Regions from separate parts of the Gossypium hirsutum genome. Here region 1 is linked to region 2. A link is a contact called in public Hi-C data. All regions are on one chromosome and are shown on one strand. Each heading gives the region's core, a stretch centred on a gene start, on an enhancer-like site or on the middle of the called end of the contact. The rest is flanking DNA. Distances are from core to core; before and after follow the strand shown.

Evidence for each region. Hi-C and Micro-C count contacts between places; a contact is called where the count stands out from the background.
Region 1: a Hi-C map of leaf shows a contact between it and region 2, with 2.6 times the contacts expected there. The contact joins two enhancer-like sites. A contact is called at or near these places in 2 of 34 Hi-C or Micro-C datasets (both in leaf).

Annotation. Positions count from the first base shown.
Region 1 is chrD03:35,471,907-35,478,309 of Gossypium_hirsutum_v2.1, reverse strand. It overlaps the pseudogene LOC107950713. Among protein-coding and RNA genes, the nearest start is that of LOC121215825, 31 kb to the right of the region's middle. Within about 2 kb of position 2,664, at least 5 of the 9 cell types and tissues checked have an H3K27ac peak or open chromatin away from gene starts, as enhancers often do. A contact at or near this core is called in leaf, where this site is marked.
Region 2 is chrD03:35,398,738-35,405,090 of Gossypium_hirsutum_v2.1, reverse strand. It overlaps LOC107950714. Among protein-coding and RNA genes, the nearest start is that of LOC107950715, 14 kb to the right of the region's middle. Within about 2 kb of position 3,745, at least 7 of the 9 cell types and tissues checked have an H3K27ac peak or open chromatin away from gene starts, as enhancers often do. A contact at or near this core is called in leaf, where this site is marked.

The DNA.
Region 1 (6,403 bases), core at 1,415-3,914, 74 kb before region 2:
ACCCACCATCATCTGCAACGTACGAGGTCCCCTCACCGGTGGACGTAGTAAGGAATACATCATCCTTTCTTCTGGGCATTTCATAACGTCCCCAATTGGATGTAGATTGCCAACCACTTGAAGTTGATGTTGTTCCCCAGTACGTATTTTTAGCATCAAACATCGACCCACTGAGGTGCATGTCCCATCTACTGACGGAGTGTCGTGCAGGGGTTGTGTATTCCATACTGCTACCAAACATGGGCGGTTCTATATTTTGTAACCCACTAACCAAGTGTCGAATGGGGGTCGTGTATACCTCTCGAACAACAGTCGCAAGTGTATCATTTGGCGATGTAAATTGTACATATAACTCAATATAGGGTGCTCCACTAGCGAGATGAGTCTGCACCATTGCCTCCAAGCTACGAGCACCTTTTATGTCGAACGAGTCATATGTCACCGGATCAACAGAAGAACAAAATCGATACGTAATAGACAGAACTATTATTGGTGTCGTTCCGAATATTTTACGCCTAATTCTTTTACGAATTTTTGTCAAATCTATGTACTGGTTAAAAACTAGTCGCACTGTATTCTCCGATAAAAAAACAACACCGTTCTCGGTGTGACGAACCTCACCATCATAGTAAATAACAACACTAATACGTTCACTCATATTCAATTTCTATCCTTCTTAGCCTCTCTAATTTTTTTTTTGTAACTTATGCAATCTGAGAAAAAAATTTGGCTCATTTATAGCCTCAGGCCAAATAGCAACTACTGTAGCAAAAGAGCGTCCACGTGGGAGCTTCTTTCAGTACTTTTGCTGACAAAGCATCCTTCTTAAAGCGTTTTTGACACTATTTCCTCAGAAACGTCTTCTCAAAATTATTTTTTCAGGAACTACTGTAGCAAAAGAGCATCTACGTGGGAGCTTTTTTTAGTACTTTTGCTGACAAAGCATCTTGCTTAAAGCATTTTTGAAACTATTTGCTCAGAAACGTCTTCTCGAAATTATTTTTTCAGGAACTACTGTAGCAAAAGAGAGTCCACGTGGGAGCTTTTTTAAATTAACAAATAATTTAATTAAGCAACCCTAAACCCCAAACCCTAATTTATTTGAATTTTTTTCCTTAAACTCTAAACTCTAAACCCTAAACCCTAATCTAATTTTTTTAAAATTTATAATTAATTTACTCAAGTAACCCTAAACCCTAATTTATTTTATTTTTCCTTAAAAACCCTTAACACTAAACCCTAATATGATTTTTTAAAAATTTATAATTAAATTACTCAAGTAACCTTAAACTCTAATTTAATTGATTTTTTCCTTAAAAATCATAAACACGAAACCCTAATCTAATTTTGAAAAATTTATAATTAATTCAATTAAGAAGCCCTAAACCCTAAACCCTTATTTATTTAATTTTTTCTTTAAACCCAAAAACCCAAAAACTCCAAAACCCTACCCCTAAACCCAAAATCCAAAACCCTGACCCTAACACAGGAGACACGGGAAAAACGCTTCTTCAAGGAAGCACTTTGTCCACGTGGACACAAAGCGCGCCCTCAAGGAAACGTTTTCTGTCCACGTGGACAAAGCGCTTCCTTGAGGAAGCGTTTTCATACTTTGTCACCTAACAACATGTTGATGTGGACGCGTTTTCGGGGAAATTGGCCCATTCCGGTAATTAATTTTTTACTTGGCCCATTTCAGTAATTTAAAAAAAAGAGGCTTTTATTGGTATTTTACCCTATTATATTAATCAATTTAATGACCCATGTTTGCTAATAAGTATAATGACATGGTTTAATTGCTATTTCAGTCCTTTGGTTCATTTCTTAATTAAAAGTCTATAGCAATTAAACTTTTACTACTTTTACAATTTGATTCTTGTACCTTAATTAATCATTAATTCGATAAACTTGTCTATCCAAAAATTAATTCACCTAGAACATAACTCCATAAATATTTAATAAAAATATTTACAATATCGATTTACGGAATTAAAGTCCTGAAATCGAATTTCTCCAACACCAACAACTTTCAGATCGTTACAAGATCGAGAGGAGAGAACTGATCGTTTCCAAATAAAAAATATGCTTTTACCGAAGGGGTCAATAACATCCGTGCGAACCATCGAGCTGAAATTTGAGGAGCCAAAAATATAACCTTCTTATCTAGCTAAACAACTTAGAATACCAAAATCATGGTTATCTGTATGGTGCAGATTAGTACATACATTTTGGTATATTATATCTTTTAAATTTATGCATATTTCAATAATTTCGATATATTGTAAATTGTTTGTCTCAATATTAATCTATATAAATATTATATTTTATTTATATCTATTGATACAAAATTTTGATATGAAAACAAACACAAATACTAATACATATCACTTTCAGAACATAAATATTACTTTCTACCCCCTACATTCTAACCAAAATCCAAAAACCATGGGAGAATTCACCATCGAATTCCCTTTCTTCCCCAGTTTCAATATATGCTAATATCCCTTCTTTTGATTTTATCAATATGTACACAAACGCCATTCCGAATATTTTCAAAGAACATGACTGTCACCATTTCTTTATTAACCAGCAATTACATTCATCCACTTGGCTAACCATTGTCCACAGTCGTAGTCAACTTCAAACTCTCACAAATCCAATGTATGTTGTATAGGCTTTTTTTTTTTTTGCCTATATATCAATGTTACAGTGGTTGTCCACGTGCTTAGTCCTTATCGTAAATCCTGATTACCGTCGTTTTGCGATTACATTACCGGCCGTCCTTTCTTACTTTGTTTTTTTTTCAGATCCTTAAAATTCAACACGCGTTAATCCATGTCTCGTTCAATCTCCTTCGATTCTACCCATCATTATGGCCCCATTTCTTTACCACACCTACCGTAAAAGGCATTTCCTTTTTCTCTTTTCAGTGTTCATTCTTTCACAGTCGCTGCCTCCAATGGCCCTCACTAACCCACTTTCACCTCCATCATCATGTACCAAAGGTCCGGGTCCCGTAATCCCTGTAACACCCTTACTAAGTTTCCTTGTACGTGTCCAAGAAACTGCTTTGCAAACTTATGGGAAATCGAATTTTGATCCTAAACACTATGTAGACTTGTCGTTAAAGTCTAATCTTTCCACCACCGTGGAAGCATTCGATAAACATCCCAAGACGGAAAATGGGTCAGTTTCTGTTAAGGATTTTGAAGGGTTTATCGGGAAGTACTTTAATGATGCAGGGGATGATGTTGTATATGCTGAGCCAGTGGATTTTGTACCTGAGCCGCATGGCTTTTTGCCCAAGGTGGAGAACCCAGAGGTGAGAGGTTGGGCATTGGAAGTCCATGCTTTATGGAAGAATTTTAGCAGGAAAGTTTCGAGCTCGGTTCTTCATGATCCTGAATTGCATACTCTGCTTCCTTTGCCAAGGCCTGTAATAATTCCTGGTTCACGTTTCACTGAGGTTTATTATTGGGATTCTTATTGGGTTATCAGGTTAGTTTTTGACTTCATCATAATGTTTTTAGTTTTAGGATCATAAAGGAATATTCTCTTGGAAATTGCTTCCATGTGGCTTCACAGTTTATTGGAGTTTTTAAGGAATCAACATACCTTAGTTTAAAATCTTAATGGGGATTGATGTTTAATATGTTTGTGCAGAGGCCTGCTGGCAAGTAAAATGTACGAGACTGCAAAAGCAATAGTGACTAATCTCATTTTCATGCTAGACACTTATGGTCATGTTCTTAATGGTGCTAGAGCCTATTATACCAATCGAAGGTAATGCTTTTCAGTTATTTTCTTATCATTGTTTTAGGAATAAATGAAAATGGGTTTTCTTTTAACTTTGTAATTCTGCTTTTCATATTTTACATTAGATCAAACAATGTAAATTACTACTAGTTTTTACAGTCTTAATTGCTTATTGCCTTGTACAACTATCTAATAGCTGTTGTTCCAATAGGATCGGAAGCGTGTAAATTATTGTACTAAAAAATCACACAAAGTTCAATTCTCAGGGAAGAGAGGTGGATCACAAGGATCTCTTAAATACCAAGTCTTTCCTTAGTCAGAATATTCCTTCTAACGTAATTTAATAGCACAATTAAATACTACTATTATACCCTCAAATATTGAAAGAAAAATAGGACAAAAAGAACACAAGAGTTTTAACGAGGTTCGGTAAATTATACCTACGTCCTCGGGCTACTAAAACCAGATGATAACTTTACTATCTCCAAAATATTACAAACAAATAGAATTCCTTAAGAATTCTCAAATGGGAGAAGAGAGAAAACTAAGAGAGAAAGATTGGTTGGGATGAATTGAAATGAGAAATGAGAAGGCCTATTTATAGTTGAGGTTCAAGGACCAAACAAAAAATAGCCCATTATCTCAAGGACCAAAAAAAAATTATCCCTTGCCACTTTTCCAAAGTTGGTGGTTGTCATTATTGATTGTCTCCCATTAATGTTAATGGCAACCATTATTAATTGTCTTCCATTAATGTTAACAATCTCCACCTTGAAGATTTGATTAGGATAATCACATCTTCACACACTTCCTTCAACTCCCCAAATTCGATAAAGCTATCTTTTGTAGTGCCTACAAATGCGCTCTCGAGCGCCATACACCTGAAGGTGCTCAAATTCTCAGGATGTTAATCAAGTTCAAACAATGATTAAACTTGATTGTTGTTACCACCTTGGTCATCATATCTGCGGGATTATCTGCTATCGGAATCTTCTGAAGTAGAATTTTTCCTTTTTCAAAGACTTCCCGCACAAAGTGATATCTTACGTCGATATGCTTGGTTCTTGAATGATAGACTTGATTTTTCGCTAAATGAATAGCGCTCTGACTGTCACAATATAAACTTATGTGACTTTGAACAACTCCTAAGTCTTTCAACAATCCATTAAGCCAAATAGCCTCCTTAACAGCTTCTGTAACTGCCATATATTCTGCCTCTGTAGTAGACACAGCTGCTGTAGACTGTAAGGTAGACTTCCAACTCACTGGGGCTTTCGCAAGAGTAAACAGATACCCCGTAGTTGAACGACGTTTATCTAAATCACCAGCAAAGTCGGAATCAACATATCCAACTACAAACTGACCAAGTGCTTCATCCTTCTCAAAAATTAAACCAACATCTACGGTTTTTCGAAGATACCGTAGAATCCATTTCACAGCTTGCCAATGTCCTTTTCCAGGATCATGCATATACCTGCTCACAACTCCAACAGCTTGTGAAATGTCAGGCCGCGTACACACCATCGCATACATCAAACTCCCAACTGCATTAGCATATGGGACTTTTGCCATATATTCTCTTTCTTTTTCAGTTTTCGGAGATAATTGAGCACTAAGTTTCAAATGAGAAGCAAGTGGGGTACTTACATGTTTTGTGTTTTCATTTACACCAAAACATTGTAATACCTTTTTCAAATATTGCTTCTGATTCAAACAAAGCTTGCCTCTCTGTCTATCTCTACTTATCTCAATGCCGAGAATCTTCTTGGCCTTACCTAGATCTTTCATCTCGAACTCTTGATTCAACTGAGCCTTCAGCTTATCTATCTCTTTTTGGCTCGTCGAAGCGATTAACATATCATCAACATACAAGAGTAGATAAATGAAAGATCCGTCATGCAGCTTCTGCAAATACACACAATTGTCATATTTGCTTCTTGTGTACTTCTGCCTTCTCATAAAGCTATCAAATCGCCTGTACCACTGCCTCGGGGATTGCTTCAATCCATATAGCGATTTGTTCAGCTTACAAACCCAATTTCTACCACCAGCATCTGTGTATCCTTCAGGCTGAGTCATATAGATCTCCTCTTTTAACTCACCATGCAAGAAAGCCGTCTTAACATCAAGTTGAGCTAGCTCCAAATTCAACTGTGCTACCAAGGCCAACAAAATTCTAATGGAGGAATGCTTCACAACAGGGGAAAATACATCATTGTAGTCAATTCCCTCCTTCTGAGCGTAGCCTTTAGCTACCAATCTTGCCTTGTAGCGAATATCCTTCTTGCTAGGAGATCCATCTTTCTTTGCGAATACCCACTTGCATCCGATTGCCCTTTTACCTTTCGGTAATTGCGCCAATTCCCAAGTATTGTTCTTCAGGAGAGACTGCATTTCTTCATCCATGGCGCTTTTCCATTTATCACTTTCTAAGCTTTGCATTGCTTCTTGATAAGTGATAGGAATATCATCAACAACGGGAAGGGCGTAGGCCACCATATCAGTAAATCGAGCAGGTTTACGAATTTCTCTTCGTGGCCTTGCAACTGCAACTGGTTCTGGTGTACTTAGTGGTTCTTGGGTCAGAACCTCTTCAACCTCTAATTCCTCCATTGTGGCTGGAGAATTAGACTTATTAACTGGGCAA
Region 2 (6,353 bases), core at 2,496-4,995:
ATTTTGGCTAGTTTTAGGAATAAATAATGATTCAAAGAATTATGATTTTTCAAGTCGTGAAACTTAACTGCTGTCTTAAAAGAGATGGCGATTAGAAAGAACTCAACACACACTACTAATATTATTTTAACTTTGGTAAGAGAAAGAAAATCACCAAAGCCAAAAAAGCAAAAAACAGACCAACGGACTAACCAAAGCAATTGACTTCAAAGAGAGAATTAAAGCAGACACAGACAGAACAGATACAGAAACAAATAAACCACCACCTATCAACCCCCCCTTTAGAAATTAGGATCTTCTCCTCCTTTGTGTTTACGCCATTCCCAACACTTGTTCTTGCTTTCATTTATTATTATTTTATTATTTTGGCTGTAATTGTTGTGAGAGAAAGAAAGAAAGAAGGGGCAAGAGGGGGTTTGTTCAAGTGAGGAAATCTGTGGTATTCTGGGGTTTTGACCAATTATTTCGTGGTGACCCTGGTGAGTATATCTCTTCTTTTTTCTGGGTTTCTATTTCTTTTGTTTTATGGATTTGGGTCTTCCTTTTTTTTTCTTTTAGTTTTCTTTAAAGCCCTCTCATCTTTGTCTTTTGGTGTTTGAGAATTTCCTGCAAATACATGTCCTTTTTATGTTCCTTCTTACACGTTTGTCGGTGGTTTTATCATTTATGTTGTTCTTGAAATAATATAAGGGAAAATATGAAATTAAAAAAACAAAAGAATTCTTAGATTGAGGGCGAAAACTTAGTAGTGACTTGATGTTTCAGGATTTTCATGGATTGAGAGGAGAGGAAACAAGGGTATATAATGGGGAGTTATTTAGAAGAAGAAGATGATAAATTCTTTGATAGCAGGGAGGAGATTTCTTCTGCATCTGAGGAATGTGGTCCTAGTCCTGATTTAGCCTTAGTTAATGATTTTTTGGATAGTTTTGATCATTTCGAGTTCTGGTCTGCGTTCCCACAAAGTGTTGATAAGCGTCGGCATAACTTTAGAAGATGGATGGATCTAAATTTCGATGGGAATTCGATTACCGGGGAGGTTCCTGGTAGTTCCGACAGGGATGAACTTGAGTTGGGAATTTCTAGAATCTCACTAGATAGTGGAGCTGTGTTGAGGACTTCAGGTCTTGAACATGGGGTTTCATCCAACCAGTCCTTGGTGTCTTCTCGGATCAATGATGCTCAACAGCCTGAGGATCGTTTTGCATGTCAAGCCGATAATTTGGATGGTCAAGTGGAATCAGTAACAGTTGAACAGTATCAGAATGGAATAAAAAGTTGTTTACCAAGTTCAAGTTCAAGTAGATCTGTTTGTTCCCAAGTGTCTGAGCGAACTACTATGTTGTCTCCTTTGGTTGAGCGGCACTTGGATGGGGAGGTCAACGGAAGACCTGCAATAGATGTGAAAAGGAAAGTGAAAAGGAGTTGGTTAAGAAAATTAGGTGCCATGGCTCATATTGTTGATAGACATGTTGATGTTTCATCGAAGCCCGATAATCATGATTCGGTGCCCGGGGAAAGGATGAAAAGGGTAAGACCTCATCCATCTAGCAAGCATTCCAAGGAGTTGTCTTCCCTTTATTGTGGGCAAGAATTTGTAGCACATGAAGGGTCCATCTTGACGATGAAGTTCAGTCTGGATGGCGAATTCCTAGCAACTGCAGGTGAAGATTGTATTGTGCGTGTATGGAAGATTGTTGAGGATGACAGTTTAGACAAATTTGATATCCAAGACCTTGATCCGTCATGTCTCTACTTCAGAATGAATCATCTCTCACAGCTGATTCCTCTTAATGTCGATAAAGAAAATATAGATAAGATTAAGAGGTTAAGGAGATCATCCGATTCAACTTGCGTCATTTTCCCACCCAAGGTCTTCCGAGTTTTGGAGAAGCCTGTGCATGAATTCCAGGGGCACAGCGCAGAAATTTTGGCTCTTTCCTGGTCTAAGAAAGGGGTAAAGTTCCTAGGCTTCATCTTCCTTGTTAAGTTGCTTTCAATCTCTATTAACAAATAAAAATATAATATATATCCTTTATTGTAGTTTCTACTGTCATCTTCTGTCGACATGACCGTTCGTCTGTGGCAAGTGGGATACTATGGATGCTTGAGGGTTTTTTCTCATAACAATTATGGTAGGCCTTCCATAACCCTAATCCTAGCTGTACAGAAATAGTAGTTAATTACATTTTTTTGTTTTGTTAGCTGGTCATCATCTTTCATTACACGACATTAACATGTGTATTATTCTGTAGTAACTTCTGTTGCCTTCAACCCTGTGGATGACAATTATTTCATCAGTGGTTCAATTGATGGAAAAGTTCGCATTTGGGAAGTGCTTCGTTGTCGAGTCATTGATTATACAGATGTAAGGGATATAGTCACTGCTGTTTGTTATCGGCCTGATGGAAAGGTTTTTCAAATCTTTTGCTTTTATTAGCTTGTTGAAAATTTTGGTTTCTTCCTGAAATTTAATAGATTTAAAAAATAATAATGTTTGATTATTGTAGGGAGGAATTGTTGGTTCAATGACTGGCAGCTGCCGCTTCTATGATGTAATAGGTATGTTCATGTACAAAAGCCTGGATTTTATAGTACATTAATGGGGCTATTGAACATATGGGATAATATTAAGTTCATCCAACATTGAATATTAAGGTGGTTGGTTTTGCAATAAACATACAGTGTTCTGCACCAATGGTCCTTTTGTTGCTAGTAGTTTCTGCTTAAACCTCGGTGAATAATTTTAACTGTTCCTATAGGTACTCGACTTCAACTTGATGAACCGATATATTTACAAGGCAAAAAAAGTTACCTGGAAAAAGGATAACTGGCTTCGAGGTGGTTAAATTTAATCCTTACATTTCTTTTTCATTATATTTTTTTCTCCCAGGTGAAGGCTTACATATTGCTGTTTCACTTTGTAGTTCTCTCCTACTGATCCAAGTAAAGTGATCATTACTTCAGCTGATTCACTTGTCCGTGTCTTGTCCGGGAGAGATGTCATATGCAAAGTGAAGGGTGAGTATTTCACACTTCTGTTTATATAATCTCGTGATCACGAGGTGGTAGTTGATTTAGCTTCTTTTCATCTTCCAGCATCCGGCTTTCGAGTTGCAACGAGTCAGATATCTGCAACTTTTAGCCAAGATGGGAAACAGATCATCTCAGCCAGCGAGGATTCCAATATCTACATCTGGAATTACGCTAACCAGGAGAAGAACAGTTCCAAGCTGAAAAGCATTTCGTCTTGCGAGAGTTTCCTCTCCCACAATGCATCGGTTGCTATACCTTGGCGTGGAATTGAGACCATTCCAGCAACACTTACATCCCTAGAACTGGGTGGTGGGGATGTGAGGAGAAACAGCCACCCAAGCGGGCAGAAACATCAAAGTCCAAAGGTGGAGCCGGAACAACCTATGCCTAATTCTTCACCAGATTGTTTCTCTTTAACGCGTGTTCTATTGGAGTCATTAACAAAGGGGTCTCCAACTTGGCCTGAAGAGACACTCCCCAACGCGAGTCCGGTGACAGTTGCATCTGACATGTGCAAGTTCGAGTTAAAGGTTTTGAAAAGTGCCTATCAAAGCATGTTGAGTTCCCACAAGTGGGGACTTGTCATAGTTACTGCAGGCTGGGATGGACGGATTCGAACCTACCTCAATTATGGTCTACCTATTCGATTATAAGACCCCTCCAAAGATTCAGCAAGCTTTAACCAGGGACTGAATTCATGGCTGTTGCTGCAACAGGTTAAGGTTCGTGTGGTCCCCCTCCCTGCATGTGGGTCTGGACCCATCTTAGATTTGGAAGTGTATTAGAGTGCTATCAGTTCAAAGGGTTCGTTAATTTAGGGTCTAATCCAGTCAGGTCCCAACAAGTGGCTGGGGTTTAATATTTTGTTGGATCACAGCTTATAGATATCAAATTTATATATATTATTTTACTGATTCTTTGATTTGTTTGAGGGACTACGAGCTCTAAATTATGTGCTAACGGGCCCTTTCTTTTTGTAAGTAATTATTTTTAGCAGTATAAATGAACTTGTAACAACCATATTTGCATATCAATATTTTCGATAATTAATTTTCAAAAGAAAATATTTTCGATTTTCGATAATTTTATATAAAAATGCAACTAGTTTTCTTTGTCGTGCGATGCACCAGTTATTGTAATTTTTTTTGTTTAATCAACATATATTACAAGCGATAAAATATAATTTAATTGAAAAAATAAAAAGAAAATTAAAATACTTATTTCATTATAATATTATAATTTTAAATATTTCATTAGTTTTAAAAACATATAATGTAAAAAGTATTAACTTCCATGAATGTTAAATTATATATACATCAAATCATAAAACAAAATATACATAATATTAACCATAATTTATACATAATGTTAACTATTAATATTTAATTTATTTAAACTATTTTGAAAAAAAAACTTGGACCTACCTGAAATGATTGAAATATCTTTTAAACATAATAATAATTAAAATAAAAAATTACATAATTATTTAAGTTTTTTTTTGCTATTACGTAACCCTAGCACTCGCTATATTTCCTACTCTTCCATTCTGTAGAAGTTGCCGGAGTCGCCTTTGATCAACTCTTTTTTACACAAAAACCAACTAAAATTCTTTGAAAGCACAAAAAAAAGTTTCAACCCTGATAACATTGATCTGTCAAGTCCATCATTCGATCAAAATGGCCACTAACATTTGTATGTTTTGTCAAAATGGTCCTAATTATATTTTTGAGCTTTTTTTGGCCATTAACATTCATTCCTTTTTTCAATATGTTTTTTTCTAATAGATTTAATAAATAAATTCAAGGTTTCAATATTTGTTTTCTTTCAAAAGGTTTCAATCTTTCATACGTTTGTTTATTGAAAAGTTTTTCTACTGGGTTAATTTTTTTAGATAATTACGCTTATTTTTTTAAAATTAAGAGTTATTTTTTTAAATTTAATGTATGATTTATTTTATTATTTTTCACATGTAATTGTCTTATTGGGTTATCTAAGTAATAAATTATATATCAATAAAAATATTCTACATTTGAAATTCTACATCATCCCCGTTAACTTTTTTAATGGTATTTTTATTAAATCTGTTAGAAAAAGTAGATTGAAAAAATGAACAAAGGTTGATAGCCAAAAACGACTAAAAAATATAATTAGGGTCATTTTGACAAAACATACAAACGTTAGTGGCCAAATTTGTTGTTAAGCCTTTTTTATAGCTTCCAACATCAATAATTAATCCACTAAAGAATTGACAAACTAAAATTAGGTCTAAAAATATTATATTTTTAGTAAATTAAGTACATTGCTTGACTAAATAGTAATATAAGTGGCAAAATTACCTAAAATGTAAATGCAAATATAATCATTTGATTTCAAAACTAACTATGATGGGTGTAACTCCATGAATTATCATATATGAAAAGTAGTAGTATTTATTTAAAAAATTAAAATTAAAGCAATTAAAAATGTTAGATACTAATGGGTCAACTAATCATAATATTAAAAAAAGATTAAAGTGTCAAGCAATTAATGGTGCCACTTGTCAGCATCAGAATTATCCAAGAACATAAACTTTTCAAATTTGCAAGTATACCTTTATATATATATATATATATTAAAATAAATCACTTTGAAAGTTTTCAATTTTTTTTTGAAACAAAGTCAATATGCATTGAAAAAAAGAAAATTAAAACACACAAGGTAAACGGAAAGAAACAGTTGTCCTAATAGTTGTTACAAGCCTGCTGGTAACTGAGACGGTGCCTCGAGCTTTCCTAAAACATTAACTAAAGAAATGAAAGAGCCTGAATTCCTAAAAATTAAAGAAAACCTAACAACTAAACCACAAAACCTTTCCTGATCCTAAACACATTTCCTTTTCTCTACATTTGTAAACACACCGGAGTCTATTGGTGTATTGCCATCGTTGTGTTTTCCTTTGAAGCACCATACTAGACCACTCCAAAATTGAGTTCGTCGGAGAAATAAGCTGTCCCCGAACTCAGAAAGACAAAAATAAACCTTTATTGTTCCAAGAGCCTTCTTTGATTTTTGACGACATTAGGTTCTACTTTCGAAGGTACCTCTTCCATCCAATAGATCGAGCCAGAAAGACTGTGCCCTCGTGTTGCGAGAGTGTGCGCTGCTTCATTTTCCTTCCAAGGGCTATATTGAAAATATAAGTTAAGAAATCTGGGTCTTTTCTTTTTTATTTCATCAATTATGTTACCAATCACCGATGTATCCTCTGAAACAGACTTGATTTTTTAAAAAATAGTTAAGGCATCACCTTCCACAACAAGGTCTCGAAATCTCAATTC